Linked DNA regions of Mus musculus: all the other regions are linked to region 2. A link is a contact called in public ChIA-PET and Hi-C data. All regions are on one chromosome and are shown on one strand. The core of a region is the stretch at or near the end of the contact, and the rest is flanking DNA. Distances in the headings are between cores, read along the strand shown. Region 1 overlaps Cpsf2 (cleavage and polyadenylation specific factor 2). Region 2 overlaps Rin3 (Ras and Rab interactor 3). Region 3 holds the start of Tmem251 (transmembrane protein 251). Region 4 overlaps Trip11 (thyroid hormone receptor interactor 11).

Evidence for each region. Hi-C and Micro-C count contacts between places; a contact is called where the count stands out from the background. ChIA-PET counts read pairs in DNA pulled down with a chosen protein or histone mark.
Region 1: a contact with region 2 is called in a Hi-C map of bone marrow-derived macrophages, with 28 read pairs. The contact joins two enhancer-like sites. A contact is called at or near these places in 1 of 15 datasets of contacts at CTCF or cohesin (large pre-B cells), 25 of 484 Hi-C or Micro-C datasets (the AML12 cell line, B cells, the HPC-5 cell line and 17 more), 7 of 115 datasets of contacts at active chromatin or transcription factors (the HPC-7 cell line, acute myeloid leukemia, bone marrow-derived dendritic cells and 3 more) and 1 of 9 other capture datasets (pancreatic islet).
Region 3: a Hi-C map of CD8 T cells shows a contact between it and region 2, with 2.7 times the contacts expected there. The contact joins the promoter of Tmem251 here to the enhancer-like site in region 2. A contact is called at or near these places in 4 of 484 Hi-C or Micro-C datasets (CD8 T cells, embryonic stem cells, regulatory T cells and 1 more), 4 of 115 datasets of contacts at active chromatin or transcription factors (CD8 T cells, effector CD8 T cells, embryonic stem cells and 1 more) and 3 of 9 other capture datasets (adipose tissue, liver and pancreatic islet).
Region 4: an RNA polymerase II ChIA-PET map of memory CD8 T cells shows a contact between it and region 2, with 17 read pairs. The contact joins two enhancer-like sites. A contact is called at or near these places in 1 of 484 Hi-C or Micro-C datasets (CD8 T cells), 4 of 115 datasets of contacts at active chromatin or transcription factors (embryonic stem cells, large pre-B cells and memory CD8 T cells) and 1 of 9 other capture datasets (embryonic stem cells).

What each region holds. Positions count from the first base shown.
Region 1 is chr12:101,991,624-101,996,566 of GRCm38.p6, forward strand. The region is part of intron 8 of Cpsf2 (cleavage and polyadenylation specific factor 2); the gene reads left to right. Among named protein-coding and RNA genes, the nearest start is that of Cpsf2, 18 kb to the left of the region's middle. Within about 2 kb of position 3,413, at least 56 of the 459 cell types and tissues checked have an H3K27ac peak or open chromatin away from gene starts, as enhancers often do. A contact at or near this core is called in B cells, the HPC-5 cell line, the HPC-7 cell line and 5 more, where this site is marked.
Region 2 is chr12:102,364,999-102,370,040 of GRCm38.p6, forward strand. It overlaps Rin3 (Ras and Rab interactor 3), which reads left to right. Exons shown (of 10, transcript NM_177620.4): 6 at 3,366-4,850. Among named protein-coding and RNA genes, the nearest start is that of Lgmn, 72 kb to the right of the region's middle. Within about 2 kb of position 3,198, at least 101 of the 459 cell types and tissues checked have an H3K27ac peak or open chromatin away from gene starts, as enhancers often do. A contact at or near this core is called in B cells, CD8 T cells, the HPC-5 cell line and 10 more, where this site is marked.
Region 3 is chr12:102,741,735-102,746,363 of GRCm38.p6, forward strand. Tmem251 (transmembrane protein 251) reads left to right here and starts at 2,026. Exons shown (of 2, transcript NM_177140.4): 1 at 2,026-2,432; 2 at 2,866-3,672. The coding sequence starts at 2,353. The coding sequence ends at 3,277. It overlaps Gm20604 (predicted gene 20604), which reads right to left. Exons shown (of 2, transcript NM_001142939.1): 2 at 1-1,660. The coding sequence ends at 1,638. Moap1 (modulator of apoptosis 1) reads right to left here and starts at 1,927. Exons shown (of 2, transcript NM_001142937.2): 1 at 1,809-1,927; 2 at 1-1,660. The coding sequence starts at 1,554. The coding sequence ends at 496.
Region 4 is chr12:101,894,261-101,898,859 of GRCm38.p6, forward strand. It overlaps Trip11 (thyroid hormone receptor interactor 11), which reads right to left. Exons shown (of 21, transcript NM_028446.1): 4 at 4,565-4,599; 5 at 1,391-1,456; 6 at 2-167. Among named protein-coding and RNA genes, the nearest start is that of Gm20036, 16 kb to the right of the region's middle. Within about 2 kb of position 3,046, at least 29 of the 459 cell types and tissues checked have an H3K27ac peak or open chromatin away from gene starts, as enhancers often do. A contact at or near this core is called in CD8 T cells and memory CD8 T cells, where this site is marked.

The DNA.
Region 1 (4,943 bases), core at 2,163-4,662, 370 kb before region 2:
AAACAGCTTTGTCATTTGAGTTAAACAGGAACAGTAAACAGATTTCCCTTCATGTTGAGACCTTATCTCAAAGGGCACCGACAGTGGCATTTGGTAGCAGGTTCATTTTTTTCATCCCCCAATAAGCCAAATTTGTCTGGCATTTAACAGAGAAGTTAGAAGGGTCAGTCAGGAATTCCTATCTTACCACTAAATATAGTAACCTGTGCCTTCATCTACAAGGCAGCTAGCGGACTGACCGAGATGTAAAAAGATTTCGCTTAATAGCCAAACTATCAAATCTGTCAGTTTTCCACATCAGTATTGTCGACTCAGAAGCTCATAGCCATCATTTTGTGTGGGTTGGCCTGTAGCTGTGGGCCTCTGTAGTTTTAGGGTTGGCCTGTAGCTATGGGCCTGACTCTGCATGGTTTTAGGGTTGGCTATTTTGTATTGTGTCCTTGGAGCAGCATTTGGAGGAATATTTACTTTAGAGAAGCTGTGCGGTATCACCTTATATAATAGGTCATTTAAGAAGAGCATAATATCAGCAACCCAAGTCTGACAAATATTCACTGTAGCTGCAGCATTGCTGATCAAGGATCATCAGCAACCATATCAAAGTAAAATACTGTCTTGGGTTATTTAATAGCCTAGAAATACCAAGTTAAAAGAACTGAGAAGTACTTGAAATGGTTTCATGAGAGATGAAATGCTGAATTTAAAATTTTTAATTACTAGAAACTCAATTAGAGTTGATATGCCATTGAGGAATTAAAAGGACATTAAAGGTTTGGGAAAACAAAAAGAAGGGAAATGGCATTTCAGAGCATCTTCATGATATCAGAAATAGCGGAAACATGCAGTGAGAGGCTTTCGTTTAAAAGGCTACTTAGTGTGCTCTGGTTCTGTCTCTGCTCACACCCTCCTTCCTTCTCTCCCACCGCCATGTCCTGCCCTCTACTGTGATCACACCAGAGCAGTGTGTACTCTTGTTCTTGCCCCCAGCTTGCCAGCTTCTTCATAGGAAAAGCAGCGCTTCCATGGACTCATGTGAGACCACACTCTTGTTCCAGAAGTGTGTACACTGCCCAGTAGCTGTGGTAACTGACTTCTCACACACAGCATTCCCATGGGGCCTGCCCCCAGGTCGTCGCTATCACCATTCCCCGTCCTGACCCTCCGGCTCCCTGCTCTTCAGTGACTTCCTGTAGCACTTATCCCTTTTTTTTTCATTTTGATTATCATTGTTCTTACTGAGTGAGGCAATCCCTTCTTATGGTCTGAGCTGCATGTCCCTGCTAGGGACACGGAACAGTTTCTCACATACCTGTCGGCCATTTGTCTTCTTTTGAGAAACGTCTGTTTAAATCTGTTGCACATTTTTTTTTTTTTTTTTTAAAGATTTATTTATTATTATATGTAAGTACACTGTAGCTGTCTTCAGACACTCCAGAAGAGGGCGCCAGATCTTGTTACGGATGGTTATGAGCCACCATGTGGTTGCTGGGATTTGAACTCTGGACCTTCGGAAGAGCAGTCGGGTGCTCTTACCCACTGAGCCATCTCACCAGCCCCTGTTGCACATTTCTAGACCATCTCATGTGGATTTCTTACTGTTTTGAGAGTTCCTTGTGTGTTCTGAGTATCAGCCTGTTGTCAGATGTTTTCTCTTACCTGGAGGCTGCTTCTGGTCTCTACTCTGGTGGCTGTGCTGTTTCTTTGCTACAGAGGTGCTTTGTCATTTCCTTATGCTTTGGGGGAGGGGGGCAACCCATATTCACTGTGGTCACACAGGGTCTGGTTTTTATTGTTTTGTTTTGTTGTATTGAATAGGGTCTCACTGTATATCCTAGCTGTTTTTGTAGACCAGGCTGGCCTTGAACTCAAAGAGATCTGCCTGCCTCCTCTTCCCAAGTACTGGGATAGAAGGGTATATACCACTGCGCTCAGCAAGCAACCAATCTTCTGACCCACGCACATTCCACACACACTGTTCAGTGCACTGCTTATCCTTAGCAGTTCTGCCTGTAGGAGAATCGCATGATTTACCCTGGCTGGCTCCTTGTCCTCTCAGTCTGTTTAAAGGGCCTCAGCTACAACTATCTAGTTGGTACAACTTTGTATTATTTTTGTTAGTTTTTATTACCAAGTATTCTTTATTGTTGTCTTTTGCCACCAAATTGAATAAAGTTCCAGAAGAAGAGGAAATTTTTTCATATTCTGAGTGGCCAGACTAGTGCCTAATATCCTAATCTGCTGGTTACCATCACAATGACAAAGGCTGAGTTCCTACCAGGCCAGGTCACTGACACACCAGCGTTTACTATGGAGTCTGACTTTTCATGAACACACAGTGTCTGAGAAACCTAAGCCTTGATCATTTAGAAGAAGAAACCCAGTAATCTTAAAATAGTAATGTTAAAACAATTAACAGACTGGAAGTTTAGGATTAAGGAATTAGGCTAGATTAGGAAAAAAGCATAATTTGGAATGATATAGTGCAAGTGTAGAAGCAATATATCTTAGGGCCGATTTTCTGGAAGCTTTATTAATACAGCAGTTATTTCAGATATCTGAACTGGAATATAAAACAGACGTATGTATGTATGTATGTATGTATGTATGTATGTAGATGGGGTCTTGTTACATAGTTAGTTCATCCTGGCCAGAAACTCTAAATTCTTCCCCCTAAGACTCCTGAGTTCTGAGATTACAGGTTTGAACCAACCAGGAGGCCAAGACAAACTTTTTTTTTTTTTTTTTTTTTAAACAAGAGGTACAAGTTAAATCAAGGAATTAAATACTTATTTAAAATTTGTGGGCAAGGTATCTATGTGAGTTGCTAACATTTTATAATTTTAAATCATGTTTCAAGTAAGCTACTAGCCAAATGTGAGATGCCACATTTGTGAGCATTTGTCACTTAATTTGGAATTAATTTTTAATTTTTATTTTGAAATAGTTTCAAATTTAACCAAAAGTTGCAAAAAAATAGCGTGAATGTTTCAACTACCCAATTGTCAGGGTTTTAGCTGGATTTGCTGTATCACATCTTTATCACACAAGCAGAGCATTACACACACATTTTGAAAGAAATAGCAGTTATTCTAGCCTTGCCTTACCTTGGATAGTACTACAGTGTATGATGTGGAAACAGGAGCCACAGAAAAAAGGAGATAAACTCTGACCCTGCCAACTCTAGCCGGTTGGTACAACAGTGTCCTTTTAAGTCACGTGTTCCAGTTTTGTCCAAGAGTGCCCAGGAGTACATGTTGCATTGATTCCTTGTGAATTGACATTGAAAAATTGCTAATAATTTTTAGGTTAGCATGCAAAGTGGTGAGTTTCATTATAGCATTTTCATCTACACATGAGCTGCTGTGCTTTGCTCTCCCCCCTGCCCACACTCGCTCCCTTCCTTCCTCAAAATAGTTCCTCTTTCTGCTCTTACCAAGCTTATCCCATTACTGTCTCTACTTCTCCCTTCATATCTCTTCTGCCTTTCCCATGATCCCCTTTCTAGTTCATGATCTCCCAACATATACACACACACACACACACACACACACAAATTAAAATCTAGGCTCTGTTTGCATTAACTGTTTTCTTATTCTTTTATATATGTGGATGCTTTGCCTGCTTATATGTCTGCACCACGTGCATGTCTCGTGCCCATGGAGGCCTGAAGAGGGTATGCCTCCAGACAGTTGTGTACTGCTATGTGTATTCCAAGAATTGTAGCCAGATCATCTGGAAGAGCAGTCAGTCCTCAACCTCTGAGCCCCTTGGTCTCTTTATGTTTTTAAATCGTTATGTATATACACGTGTATATACACATGGTGCACTCATGGAAGTCCAAGGACAGCTTTCTGGAGTTGGTTCTCTCCTTGCACAGTGGGTTCTAGGGTTGGAGCTTAGGTTACGGGGCCTTCATGGCAGTGAAGTGTTTTCCTCACTGAGCCATCTCGCCAGCCCCAAGGATTCTCTAGTTTTCAAGGTACTCTGATGATAAAAACTGCTAATTCAGTTGTTGCATGTTGATGAATTTGCCCAGTTCTTATTATTTTAAATGTTACTACTATATACTTTTTAAAAACATCTCTTTTAGTAGATTGAATTCTAGAAATAGGAAGATCTATGTCATAAGACAAGCACAGTTTAATTTTTGTTAGCAAATTATCTTCTGACAGTTTGCTAATAATATCTGCTGGAAACACTGTAATGTACCTGTCTTAGTCAGGGTTTCTCTTCCTGCACAAACATCATGACCAAGAAGCAAGTTGGGGAGGAAAGGGTTTATTCAGCTTACAATTCCATACTGCTGTTTATCACCAAGGAAGTCAGGACTGGAACTCAAACAGGTCAGGAAGCAGGAACTGATGCAGAGGCCACGGAGGGATGTTCCTTACTGGCTTGCTTCCCCTGGCTTGCTCAGCCTGCTCTCTTATAGAACCAAGACTACCAGCCCAGAGATGGTCCCACCCACAAGGGGCCTTTCCCCTTTGATCACTAATTGAGAAAATGCCTTACAGTTGGATCTCATGGAGGCATTTCCTCAACTGAAGCTCCTTTTTCTGTGATAACTCCAGCTGTGTCAAGTTGACACAAAACTAGCCAGTACAGTACCCTTTGCCCAGGTAGCAGTTGGCATTTCCAGTCTTGCAGATTAAGCAAATTGTGATAGCTTCTATGTGTTACCTGTGTCAACAACCACTAATAAATTAAGTGATGTGTCTGTGGCTATAAGCCGTCCGTGTTCCTTACTGTTTAAGTGTCCTCTGCATAGTTTGTCCTTTTTGATGTGGCATCTTTTTCTTGATATGGAGAGTTCTTAGGAATGCATGGCTTCTGACGGCCATAGTACAGCCGTATTTTCATCTTTTCTTTCAGTTCTGTGAGATTTTAAGACTTTTATTTTCTCTATGTGTTTTCCATGTATTCTCTATCCATTTTTTTCCTTA
Region 2 (5,042 bases), core at 1,948-4,447:
CACCTGGCACATTGCAGGTTCTCTAAGCATTGCAGAGATCGAAGCTGTCCAGATTCAGAAAGCCTTGGCACCAGCAAAACAGCTCCCTCGATCAAAGGGACAGGCCCTTCTTTACTGGAACTTGGGTGACCGAGCCAAGGCTTTAGCATGGTGCCTCCAGGCCATGGTGCCCACAGTTCTGCCAACTGCGGGGACCGCATGACACAGTGTTCTGCTTCTCCAGCCTTGGCTCTCTGCAAGCTGCAGAGAAACTTTCCAACTTCCTTATTTTTTTTTTTTGTTTTGTTTTGAGCGTAAAGCTCTAAGTTGCCTCAGTGCTTCCCTTACACAGCCCCCGGCCCTGAGATGTGGCCTCTCCAGTGCCCACATCACCCTCCCTTGGAAGTAGCATTGCCTTAGAAGCCTGTGCCCTGTGACTCCATCATTCCTGTCCTGGAGGCAGGCAAGCAATATCCTGGACCTGTTCCCCGAGCCCCATTGCCTGCTCCATACTTATGAGAGGCTATCAAAATGTGGAGCTGTTCTATTCTGTGCCTGCTAGGGACAGGGTGATGAGCTGGCTGTCAATCCTTCCCCATCTGGAGCTCTTCCGCACCTTCCTTTCTTCCTCCTCTCGGTGTCTTGTCGCCTCATCCTCCTATCCCCCATGCTGCAGTGCAGCCTGCTAGCCTTGCAAGTGTGCTCCCCTCTCCTAGATGGGGATCACTCTGAATAAGCTGGTTCACTCACTAGTGTTGGGTGTGCATGCCTAGCCCCACTGCTCATTCATTGGAGCATCATCCCAGAGATGCTCCATGGAGAAGCATCAGTGCTGCCTTCCGAAGTCCAGAGTGTGGTGGAGCACTCGGACCAAAGCACAGAATGGACCACTCACGATGGTGGTCCCTGCAATCGGAATACACTGTAGGACTAAGAGACACAGGCGTCCTGCACACATCAGGAAGTTTACTCCAGACATGACCTTCTAGTCTTTGAAGATGAGTAAGAACCTAGCAGGTGGGGAGGAAAAGAATTCTAAGCAGAGAGGACAGCGTCAGCCGAGATCCAAGGATAGGGCAGCATATGGCGTGTCCAGGAAGAAATGCATAGCAGATGAAGGCTCAGTAGATAATTCTAGAAATATATGTGGGAACAGATCTCATAGGCCTTGAGTGAGGTCATGCTCAGGCATTGATGGGAAGTTCTGGACATCTGCTACCCCATGACTTTGTCCTTCAACCGCATGTCTCAAGGGACGTGGCATGCGCACAGAAGACGCTGAGCTCAGCTTACTGGGAATACTGAATGGTTCACCATCAGGACTGTAAACCCAGCTGCCTGATGCTTCTGCTGGGAAGACTTCAAGGGTACTGGATCGCTGTACTGGGCTTGCATAATCATGAGTGCAGTGTTCCCAATGCTTATTCTACATAGTAAAACCATCTGTGTATGTGGGCACCAAGAGTTGGTCATTCAGGAGTCAGATGCTATCTTGGAGGGCAAAGTCATAGCCCGGCCCTCATGAAGAGTGGCCCTCAGGCTGTGGGAAAACCTAACCTGATCTGTCTTACCCCGTGGCTGTGAGGTTTGCATATTGTTAAAAAGACACATGAAAGGTCACCATCTTGGTATTGTGGTAACAGCTGGGTCTCCTGGACTGGCTGTCAGGTGCAGCAGAATCTGTCTAGAGAAGATTTCCATGGTGAATAGCATGCTCCCTTCCATAAGAGGCGCTCACAGTTGAATAGGGCACAGCTTGCTTTCTAGCCTGGGTTTGTACCCTGCTCACATTGATGGGCAAACAACCTCAGGCCACCAAGGTGGCCACGGCCAGTGTCACTAAGCATGCCATCATTAGAACTGGCTCACACTTGGCTCTGCATGTCCCTGCCATCCTGCAGCATCTTTCAGTTCACCATTAAGAACCTGTGGTGGCCATGCCTGATGGTACAGATCTGTCATCCCAGCAGCTCTGGAAGCCGAGGCAGGAAGATCAAATGTTCAAGGACAGCCTGGGCAACTTAGTGAGACCCTGCCTCAAATTTTGAAAAAAAAAAAAAAGTTTTTTTTTTAAAAGGGGGAGATATTTCCATGGTAGAGCATTTGCCTGGCATGTGGGGGACCCTGGGTTCAATCCTTAGTACTACAATGAAAAAAAAAAACAAAAGGGCTTGCTGTGTTCTTACAACATGGGGTCAGAGCCACCAGCCACATGCTGGCAGGCAAAGCAACTGAAGCAGGAAGTGGGGCAAGTTCCTCCAAAAAAGCCTGTGGTGCAGTGAGGGGCTACTCTGACCTGTTCAACCCCAGCACCCTGTGACCTCAGATGAATACATTTTTTCCCTGAGTCACTTGCTTTCGTCTGTAAAGTGGGGACAAGACCTATGACCAGAGGTCATCAAGACAGTGGCAGTAAAACTGCAGCCCATGGCTGGTCTACGGCACGAACCCTGACTGTTCCCTCCTGGTGTCACACTTGGCACTCCTTTGCATAGGGGTCTTACTGAGGAACCATGGACAAAAGAGTGTGTCTGCTATTCTTCCAGGAATCCATCCAGCCTGGCTCATGTCCTTCCATCCCTTAAAATGGTGACACTGAGCAGGACATGAGACCAATGTTTCTCTCCATATGGAGCCACTCTCATGAGCTCAGAGTGGCCTTTCCTCCAGAAGTCATATAGCCCAGTATCTTTTGAGAGGCCATGAGCATCCCTGAGTTTGCTGGGATATGGTACCCAGAGGCCAAGATCTCTCAAGTCAGGCCTTGCCTCATGGCTTCCATCACAGACAAGGCTAGGAGGACTAGTTGATAGATACCCAGCAGGACAGGGCTTGCTTAAAGGTGGGAGCTGTGTCCTCCCTCACGTGTCCACTAGCCTAGCTCCTCAGTGTCAAGACCCTCCCGGGTCACAGCAGCTTGCAGTGCGAAGATACAGGTCCAGTTCTACCACCCAGAGCTCTCTGGTTCCCTTTTCCTGTGTGTGGCAGCTGCAATGGCCATAGTAAATTCTAGTCCCTCACCTTTTATTGTAGGGTTCCATGTTACTGTTGAGACACCCATTGGGGAGACAGCAAAACCAAGACCTAAGATACAGTCTTCCTGGGTTATCTAGCTGAATAGCTGCAGAAACCCCAACGCTGAAATCTCTATCACAGGTATTCTCCAAGGCAAGGGCACAGAACTGAAGCCGGGCCTCTCTTGTCCCCTCCCAGGTCTACTCCACCCTCAGCTAGCAAGTGCACAGGGGACTTCCCCTCCAGGCAGGAAGTGGTGGGAGAAGTTTAAGAGTCCAAGAAGGGAAAACAACCTTACGCAAAAGCAAGGACCCTTCCCCCGCTGCTAGAAGGAGAAACAGGGCTAACCGACTCTGCTCTGTTTTCCTCAGGTTTCTGGGACTCCTCGCTGAACTCAAGAGGCTCTGCAGAGCCACTCAGAAGCCCAGCCCCTGGGACCCCTGCATCCTCCAGCCTCCGGCCTACAACCCATTACGCAAATTGTTCCTGTGAAATCGAGCTCTCCGTGGGAAATGACCGCCTGTGGTTTGTGAATCCTATTTTCATCGAGGACTGCATCCTACCGGCTGATCCACCTCCACTGCCTACTGGCAGCTACCCTCCACGCCCTACGCCTGCCACCCCGGATGCTACCTCACCCACCTCCAAGGGATCCCCACGTCGCCCCCCACCTCCACCCCCGTTACCCACTGTTCCTCCTACTGGCCCTGCACGGCCTCTTGCGCCTCCTGTACCGCCTGCTGGCCCTTTGCCCAACTCCCCCCTAACGCCCACCTCTCACCTTGCACCCCATGCACCGGGCCCCCCTGGCCACTCAAACCAACCACCCATGACAGCCTGCGAGAGTCTCCCTCGCCCAGCTGTAGGCCTGGGCCCCTTTGGAGAAGAAGAGATGAAACCTGGGACAACTCCCAATCCCTTGCACCAAGCCCCTCCCCCTCCATTACCCCTGAAGAAGGCTCTTCCAGCAGCCCCTCCCAGGAGGCGCATTTCTGAGAGGGTATCTCTGGAAAGCCAGAATGTGGGGACTTCAACAGACAGGGACCACTCAGGCATTTCTAGGACAGCATCACTCAACCTTCCTCCCCAGAGCACCGTAAGTAGCCTTGGGGACAGGCCTCCAAGGACCACGGAGCAAAGCCAGGACACAGAGGCCAAAGCCAGCCATGCTGACAGCATACCAGTGCCTCCTGGGAAGGCCAAACAACCCCCAGTACCACCCCCAAGGAAGAAGCGGGTCTCCCGGCAGCTGGCCTCAACCCTTCTCAGTCCCTTGGAGAGCCCCATACAGGAGGCATCCTCTGAGAAACAGGCGACTGGTGCATCTTGGGAAGGCTTGAGTCCTGTCCGGCAAGCTGGCATGCAGCACCTCCAAGTTCAGTCCAGCAGCTGTCCCCAAAGCTCTCCAGAGTTCAAGGGTTCCCAGGCCTCACTCTCAGACAGCCTGGGGGTGCCTGCCTCGGCCGCTGACCAGGACTCCTACTCAACCAGCAGTGCAGAGGAGGAGCTGGAGTTCAGCAGCCCCAACGTGAAGAAGAAACCCTCAATGATCCTGGACAAGGCCCGCCACCGCCTCAGCTTCGTCAGCTTCGCCAGCGTCTTCCATGCCTTCCTCTCCAGCGACCGCAAACTGTATAAGAAGGTGGTGGAGCTGGCACAGGACAAGAGCTCCTACTTCGGCAGCCTGGTGCAGGACTACAAGGTGTACAGCCTGGAGATGATGGCCCGCCAGACATCCAGCACTGAGATGCTGCAGGAGATCCGTACCATGATGACCCAGCTCAAGAGCTACCTGCTACAGAGCACTGAACTCAAAGCCTTGGTGGAACCCACCCTGCACTCGGAGGAGGAACTCGGTCAGTGGCAGCTGGGAGGGCGGGCGGGCGGGAGAGCGGTGCATAAATACACTCAGGCGCCCCTGGACACAGAACAGCCTCTGGGGCCCCTTTGCCTTATGTCCTCTTTCTTCTTCCTCCCTGACTTTCCCACAAATCTCCTGGGCCCAAATCCCTCTCTCAGGAACCACTTCTTAGAGAGCCGATTCAAGG
Region 3 (4,629 bases), core at 776-3,275, 380 kb after region 2:
TATTATCATTTCTTTATTACTCCAAGAAAATGATATTTAGAAGCAGACGTTTTGGCAACATATCAGATAGTCACAAACCTAAAACTAGTTGTAGAACTGACCACAGCATTCAGTTGTGCTTTTTGATTGCACAGAATCGATAACTGATTTTAATAAAAGAAACTAAATATCTTAACCAGCCTTGGCTCAGGGTCTTCAGCATAAATGTGGGCAACACCTGAAAACTATTGATAACTGATAGCACCATCACATATGACTATTAAACATGCATATAAACTTTTGACTTGCTGGGACACTGTACTAGCAGAATGGTCTTTTGATTTAAATAATTATCAGTGTAGAATGACATCATTTTTATCAGTAAAACATTGGGGAGACATTCAGTAAACAACACGACAAAGGGCGAGTTACTTTGGCAGCATAAAGAGTGGATGGGCTGATCTCTGCAATGAGCTCTTCCATCTTGTTCTGCTCATGACAGCCTTGGGTCTTGGGTCAAGTGCAATAGCCTTCTAATTCGGCCTGAAGGAGGACCTCTTCTTCTTCGGCCTCCTTATCTTTTATCAGTGTCAGCAACTGCAGTAAGCCTGGGGCTGGGCTACCCTCCGGCAGCCCAAGCTCTCTTCGAACTGATTTGTGGACTGCCCCAGCAATGACTTGGTCTAGACGGGCCTGATTCACAACTTCTTTCTCAATTGCTCCTTTCTGAACCAGTTTCTGCAATAAAGGCTCCAACCTTAGAACATAGGCAGACAGCTTTTCATCAGTCTTCTGATAAGTAGTAAGGTATTTGACCTGCAATGCTCTAGGATTATCAATAATCCCAAATATTGTCTCAAGCGTCTTCAGGCATTCTGCAACTGTAATGAAGGGGTTGTTTATCTTGAGGACTCGAATAATTTCAAATGCTGGACCTCTAAGGCTCTCTATCAACCGCCTTCTTTTCTCTACATCTGACACCTGCCATGTTTTCATTACTTGGGAAGTATGAAACATCCAAGATTCAAATTCTTCCTCACCTGGTCCTGGAGGATCCCTGCCTGAGAACACACTCAGCTTTTTGTACCTCAGATACTGCAGGGTAGGCTTAAGGGCCTCATTTAATGCCTGTGCTAACATGGGTGCTCGAATTTCAGGGATCATTATGCCCGGGTCTAGGCCGAGAGGGTCATTCCGATTCCCAAGAACTCTGGTTAATTCACCCATCGTCATGCCCTCCCCCTTTAAAAACTCATTTAATCTGCACAAAAAGTCACTATCAGTATCAGGAGGCTTAAAGATCACTCTCCAGACACCTCCTTTTGCAGGTATTTCCTTGGGGACCAGGGCACTGCCAGTCTCTACTGTAAGCCCAATCAGGGCTACATTCTTGTTCTCATCCCTCCTGAACATCCTCCCAAGCAGTCTGTGTTCCCCTAAGGGAGCAAGGCCAGCCTGCAGGGCCTCCTCTATGTCTGCCACTCCGCAGGTCGGAGGGATGCCGGCAACCAATAGTGCTTTCCGAGGATTCATATCCATCCCTCTGCACCAGTCTTCTAGAAGTCTCAGTGTCATGGTGCTCAGAGTATTTAAATTCTAATTCGACCAGGGCGCCGCCGCCGCCGCCGCCGCTTACAGTGATGTGCGTGCTCGTCTCTTTAACACGCAGAGGTCCGGGAGCCTGAGAAAACAGAGCATCCACGTTAAGTTAACCGTGTCTGACTCCCGAGCAGTTCCTCCGCCCACCCGCCACAGGCGCTTAGAAACGAACGCCATCAGGATCACCTGCCCGTAGATACATCGCTTGGGTCCCGGAGAGGACGTCTGACCTTTGCGGGGTTTAGGAGAGACCCGGGCTCCCCGCGCCCGCCTCCCGGCCGAGGGCAGAAGAACGACCGCAGCAAACGCCTCAGGGAACAGACAACCGCCTCTGGAGGCGGCGCGAAGCTGACAGCCTGACGTCATGAGAGGCCGGCGCGCGTTTCCGGCCCTAGACGGAAGCTCTGAATGCGGCGGTATCCGGGACTGCGAGCGGGCGGGCCACTCAGGACAGGAAGGTGAGACCCGGGGCTGCTCGGCTTGGCTGTCAGGCTGGCCCGGCGTCCGGCCGGGAGCCGAGCTCGGGCCTCTGCAGGCCAAGCCTGGCGCCACTGCCCAGCTCAGCTCGGCGGCGGGTGCAGTGGGGGGCGGGCCCGGCATCTCCAGGTGGTTCCCCCCGCCTGGGGCTCCGGAGGGCGACGGGGCCCGCCGCCGCCGCGTGACCAGCCGTAGTCACGCTGAGCTTAATCACTACTAGCTCGTGCTCCCGCCGCCGCGCTCACCTTCTTCAGCTGCGCGACCCAGAGGGTTTCTCTTAAGGTGGCTTGTTCTGAAATGCCAAAGGCACCTGACTGTTCAGAACTGAGTGACTCTTGCTCGCTTGCAGGGGGAACAGGAAGATTTTCGGGACCACTGTAAGTGTTTGAAAGAGTTACCGTCTTAACTTGGGGACTCCGACGTTGGTTTAACGAGTAGAACTCAACCCAGTGCCCACGTCTGAAATAGTGTTAAGCCAGAAAGCATTTCAACTGTCAAGAGCAACGTCCTGTGGGGAAACTAGATGTTTCATTATCTGAAACGAAGGTGTACTGGGTCTACTCAAGCAAGAAGTGATGATTCATTCACTCTGGGGTTCACATAAATAACAGCACTCAGTAGACACTGAAACCAGTATTTTTATGTGCTTACAACTGTTATATAAAACCACCTGTAAGCTGTTTACAGCTGTTAAATCTTAAAATGCTCGTGCTTTTCAGAACTCTTGAATTTAAATCATGTGCACTTGGAATAGTTGCCATGGCAACATTATTAGACCTTAACAATAATTTTTCTGTGTTTGCATTGAAGGCACAGAGCATGGAGAATGATGAACTTCCGTCAGCGGATGGGATGGATTGGAGTGGGACTGTATTTGCTAGCAAGTGCAGCAGCGTTTTATTATGTTTTTGAAATCAATGAGACTTACAACAGGTTGGCTTTGGAACACATTCTGCAGCACCCTGAGGAGCCTCGGGAAGGAACCACATGGACACACTCCTTGAAAGCTCGGTTACTTTCCCTGCCCTTTTGGTTGTGGACAATTATTTTCTTGATTCCGTACTTACAGATGTTTTTGTTCCTTTATTCTTGTACGAGAGCGGATCCCAAAACAGTGGGCTACTGTATTATCCCCATATGCTTGGCAGTTATCTGCAATCGTCATCAGGCATTTGTCAAGGCTTCTAATCAGATCAGCAGACTACAACTGATTGACACATAACACCCATCACCGGTTTCCCTTATTGTAAGACTGCCAGCACTGTATAGTGGCTGACCACAAGACTGCAGTTTCTTCACAGGTCTCAGGAAGTTGTGGTGGAACGAGACTTAAAAAGTGACAAGAGGACTGACTACTTTATCTGAATAATGACTTTTTAGGTAAAGCCTGAAATATAGTACTACACAATCATGTTGATGACTTCAGAGTTTGGAAGTAAAATAGTGGCTTGTAACCTGCAGTCTTTAGAAACTTGAATAAGCGCCTGAATTTTTTTATTTCTATTCTATGTGCAACATAGTATGATTCAGAAATTTTTCCATTGGGGAAAATATTTCCATTGTGTTAAATGTAAAAAGGTCTGACCATGATCATAAAATTTAAATTTTATACAATTACTTTGCTTGCTTTAAAAATTTTCAGACTAAGACACTAATCCTGCTTTCAGTTTACATGGAATTGGTAGAAAATTAATGAGATGGCTATCACCTTTCTGTTTTTTTCGGGGGAGGTGGGTAGGTAGGGGAGAGTGCTGGGGATAGAATCTAAGCCTTTGTGCTTTTCAAGACAGTTACTCAGTGTGCCCTGGCTGTCCTGGAACTTGCCCTGTAGATCAGGCTGGCTTCAAATTCTTGCCTGCCCCTGCCTCCCCAACAGCTGGGATTAAAGGTTTGTGCCACCACCAACCCATTGCTTTTTGTACTTTTACCACTGAATTACATTTCCAGCCATGATGATGGCTATTTAGATACACAGAATTTGTTCTTTTCTTTTTGGGTAATGGCTATCTAAACCACTAATCTATAGTTCTTTGAAAAACTATGTAGGAACTGAACAGATGAAATGGTTGAAGTCTAGAAATAACACAGACACCAGGTGTACCAGCACAGATCACTGAAGAGATATTGTTCCTTTCCTGGGTGAAATCAGGGTATCCAGTGGTAGTAGTACTAACACATTTCACACCATTTTAATAACCATGGCTTTTGAGTCATTGCTTTAGAGCTACAACAACAACCTTATGAATGAGAGCAGCACTTTAGCCTGATGCAGTTCCTCACCACTGACACAACATCCCATGCTGTGTACAAACATCAACTATTTACCTGTGTATACTGACTCATACCAAAAATGAAAATGAGTTTTAGTGAAGGTTTTTTTTTTTCCCAAATTGTACCATCTGGGAGCTTTTTGTGGTGCTAAAGATCAAACTGACATCCTCGAACATACAAGCCAACTCTTAACTACTGTGTTGTATAACCCTAGTCCTAAAGTTTCTCAGCAACCTCACTAACTGCTGTATTTGAACAGAGAGGCTAAAATTCCATGGCAAAATTTAATCTTTTTTGGTTGTA
Region 4 (4,599 bases), core at 1,796-4,295, 470 kb before region 2:
CCTTGCTGTAACAGATTTTCCAGTTCTTCAATACGCTCTTCATAGTCACTTAACTCCTCTCGATGCCGCCGACTTATCTCTGTCAGCTTCTGCTGATGAGCGTTCTGCAGGGCTGACAGCTCATGCTGATGGTCATCGAGGTCCTGACTTCTGTTCTGTTTAAGTTCCTTAAAAAACAGGAACAAAGGTAAGAATGTACATGATCAATAAATAATCCAAAAAAGTGTCTTATTTCACTCTTTAAAAGTTCGTATTATTAAGATTGACTATCTGAACATATTAAAGCTAAAAAGCATTCAACCACAGTCCCCAAATTAGGACAATTCTGATGGGTCCATGCCGCCTTAGAGTTTAAAAAGTTGTTCTATTTTTAGTGGAGAAACATCAAGAATACAATGGAACAAAACATGGGTAAAATAATCCCTTATACCTGCAGCCAAGAGTATCTTCTTTTCTTTAGGACATATTCCCTCAATACTTGAGCCAAGAACCTGCCTTTGTTTTGTTGTTTTGAGTCAGGACTTTCTTGTTACATAGCTCTGGTTGGTCAGGAACTCAATACATAGCCCAGGCTTGCCTTGAGGTTGTGATGATCCTCCTGCCACAGCCTCCCTATGGCTTAGATTACATGTGCATAAAGTCACATCCAGCTTTCCAGCTAATCTTAGATCTTGAAAGCAGTGAGGTCACTGCGAACATCTGTTAATGAGCACAGCTAGTCGTGTTCTTATTCTTTGGAATACAGTGCAGGTTTCCAGCAGGGACCTGGTGTTAGAGTGCTACCTGTATTGTTAGGTTCTGCCATCTAAACGGTGAGACACCACCTGACTCTTACAGACTCGATCTATACAGGTTTTCCTTCTCCTACTATTCTCTTGCTCAATTGTCCTCTACATATGCTAATAAACATCTCTCCAGGTCCTGATCTACACTTGTAACATAGCTTTACACCAAAACTAAAAGTTCTATACCTGACTATAATTTAAAACAATTCTTGCCATGATAAATATATATAACCAAGAAAATAAAAGAAATTTGACAACAACAACAACAAAACCAGCAAAATTCTATCACTAAGGTAAAATAATTACTTACAGTAAAAGTTAGCATTCTAGTCAATATTCTTTAAGCTCAAACCTTTAAAATGTCATCAAACTGGGAACATGAGAGACAGAAAAACACACAGACCTAGGATTACTGAGAAAACATTTTAAGGCAAATGTTCTTGGATGTATTTTATTTGTAAAGAATAAAACAGTTGAAAAATAGAACAGTTGAGTATTATCATCTATACAATCATTTATAACTAGGAGTCCTAATTTGGTATATATATCTTATAATCTACAGTATTAGATGCATAGCAGATATAACAATCAACAATTTGATTTACCTTAATAATATTTTGTAGTTTGCAGATTTCAGTTTGATCAGAGCTTTGTGCTCCCTGTACCTTAGTCTAGAAAAAGAGGATTAAAAAATAATTATACTGATTTTCTTCTTTTTAAAAAACAAAATCACAAACTTTATTAAAAGTTTGTTATTTGTAAAACAGGAGCATTTCCGAGACATAGTCTGATTAAGAACTCCATACACTCTTCAAAGTCTTTATTATTACATAGTAAATAAAAGATATCAGTCAAGAACTCTCTATATAATTAAGGCTAATAGTAGATCTAAAAAATAAAATTAAGATGGAAAAATAGAATATTTCACTAGTTAACCAAAATACAAATATGAAGATAATTAAGTAGCTTTCTAAGATGATAGAAAGTTCCCCAGTACTAATGCCACTAAACACCTTTTTAAAATGATTTTATGCCAGGCATAGTGGCGCATGTCTTTAATCCCAGAACTTGGAAGACAGAGGCAGAGGCAGGTGTATATCTGTGAGTTCGAGGTCAGCCTGATCTTCATAGTAAATCCCAGAACAGGGAGCTATATAGTGACACTCTGTTTCAAAAAAAAAAAAAAACAATAACTAAATCCATATGATTTTATACATGGCTAAGGATGTAGCTCCATTAGTAGTAGGGCGCCTGTGTAGCATTTAGGTATCCTTGATTATGAGCCCAGCGCTTAAAACCTGTAACGTTAGCACTTAGGGACAGGAGGATCCCAAGTTCAAGATCATCCTTGACTACACAGGAAGTATGACATCAGCCTGAGAGACATCAGAGAGACCCTGTCTCAAAACAAAGTAAAGACAAAGTAATTTTGTCCATAAGATCTCTACAGAATAATCTTTGGTTTGACCAAAACAACTTTTAGATTCCTTTCAAAGTTATATATTGTCAGGGCTGGAGAGATGGCCTAGCGGGTAAGAATATGTTCTTCCCAGGCTTTCATCCAGTTCTCAGCATCCCTGTCAGGCAGCCCACAACAACCTGTAGACTCAAGCTTCAGGGATCCGAACTTTCCGGACTTCTATGTACTCACATGTACAAACACACACACACACACACACACACACACACACACACACACACAGCCTGCCTACCTACACACATTCAAAATTAAATTTTCTAAATTTGTATACTGTTCATTGCCTTTAAATTTTTAATTGATGCCTAGTAATTTTACATATTTGTAAGGTACACTGTGATATTTCAATTCATGTACATACTATGTAATGTTCAAAGCAGGGTAGTTAGAATCATCACAAATGCTTATTGCAGTGACAGCATCCAAAATCCTCTCTTATAGATATTTTGAAATATACATTAGTAAAATGCTCCACAGTCATCCTAGTAGACAACACCAGAACTCATGTCTCCCATGTATAGGTAATTTTGTATTTGATCAACATTTATCCATCATCCCTCTCCACTGTTGCACTCATTTATCTTTAATTAACATTTATTTTATGACCTGTTTCTGAACCAAAGCTGTTCTAAGATTGAAAAGAAGAACATGTAATAGCAAGACTCCAATCTCCAGTCAGAAGATGACTATCTGAGCAGGGGCAGCAGTGCACACCAACACCTACAGCTAGGCAAGGGGCTAAGAAAGGAAGCCGCAAGTTCACGCTGGCCTCAACAACAGAAATGGGGGTGGGGAGCAGCACAGGAAATGGGTGAGTCTCAAGATGAGACCTAGCATCAGAGCACTCGCCTTGCTTGCAGTGGCCCTCCTACCAACGCTCAACGTGTGTGTGTGTGTGTGTGTGTGTGTGTGTGTGTGTGTGCGTGTGCGTGTGTGTGTCTGTCTGAAAATTAATCCCTCTGACAATGGGAATAGCATTTCTAGTAATAACTTAGAATTTTCACCTATAATACAATGATAGCAAATGTTTTACATGATAAGCATAATAATATATGTTGGGGTGATTATGTGGAAACATTTTATAAAGTATAATACAAACAATAAATTTTTGTCTTAAGGAAAAAATAAGCCTTGCTGAAGGTTCCAATCACGTCCTTTCCACCTTTATATTTCAGTATTTATCTGACATATACTAAACATTAAAGATATGCCAAACACATTTTTTAAAGCAGAGCCTCTTTGTCTCTATTAAATATTAACCTAACCAATGTTCCTTTTATTTGCTTGTTTTTGTTTTGTTTTGTTTTTCTTTAAAGACGAGATCTTACTATAAACTTAAATTCCCAATTCTACAGCTTCAGCCTCCCTAAAATGCTTGCTGCCAAGTCAGCTGAACTAAAGTCATTCCCTGGGCTGTCCCACTAGCTGTTCTCTGAAGTTAACGTGTGTGTGTGTGTGTGTGTGTGTGTGTGTGTGTGTGTGCGCGCGCGCATGTAACCCCTCCTTATTCCACATACATAAAGCAACAAATAAAAGTTTAAAAATTAAGATATGATTCTCAGATTATCACAACAGCTTGGTACCTCTTTGAAGTTCCTAAGACCCTAAAATTGATACTAAATTGAAGTCTACAAACACACAGGAAATCCATGCCATTATCAATGCTTCAGGTGATTCTTTATGTATAAAGTTTAAAAACACTGGCTTCAGAAAGAAAAGATGGACAGACAACCCTAGCTAAGGTTTTAAGTATCACGGAAGTCCAACACAAAGTAAGCAAACAGTTTTAATTGAGATGATTTTTCCTTTTTAGAACTTGATAAAAAATACACATTCACAAGAAGATGTAAATATTCTAGATTTTCTAATATATTAAATATATTTGCATGCTATATTTCCTCCCATATCAAGGAAGTTAAATCCAAATGTCTATTGTCTACTGAAAACTTCCATAAATACATGTCTGGGTTCAAAACTTTTTTTTTAAGTAGATCAACTGATCTATCAATCTCTCTAAATTTTATCTATCTATCTATCTATCTATCTATCTATCTATCTACCTGAAATTTTTTCCACACATCATGCAGAAGAGAAAACTAAGGATGAAAGAGAAAGGGGACTTGACTAAAATCACTTAAAAAGTTGAATGTTGTATTAGAAAACAAATATAGCTTCTCTATTTGTCTAATCAAGAATTATTTAAAAAAAAAAAGAATTATTTCTAGTACAGACGCTCTCCCACAATAGTACCAGCATTTTTACTAACTCATAGTTTTCACAGATTCATCCAAATTTTACCAACCTGAGCAATATGTCTCCAATGTCCAAGTTCAGACT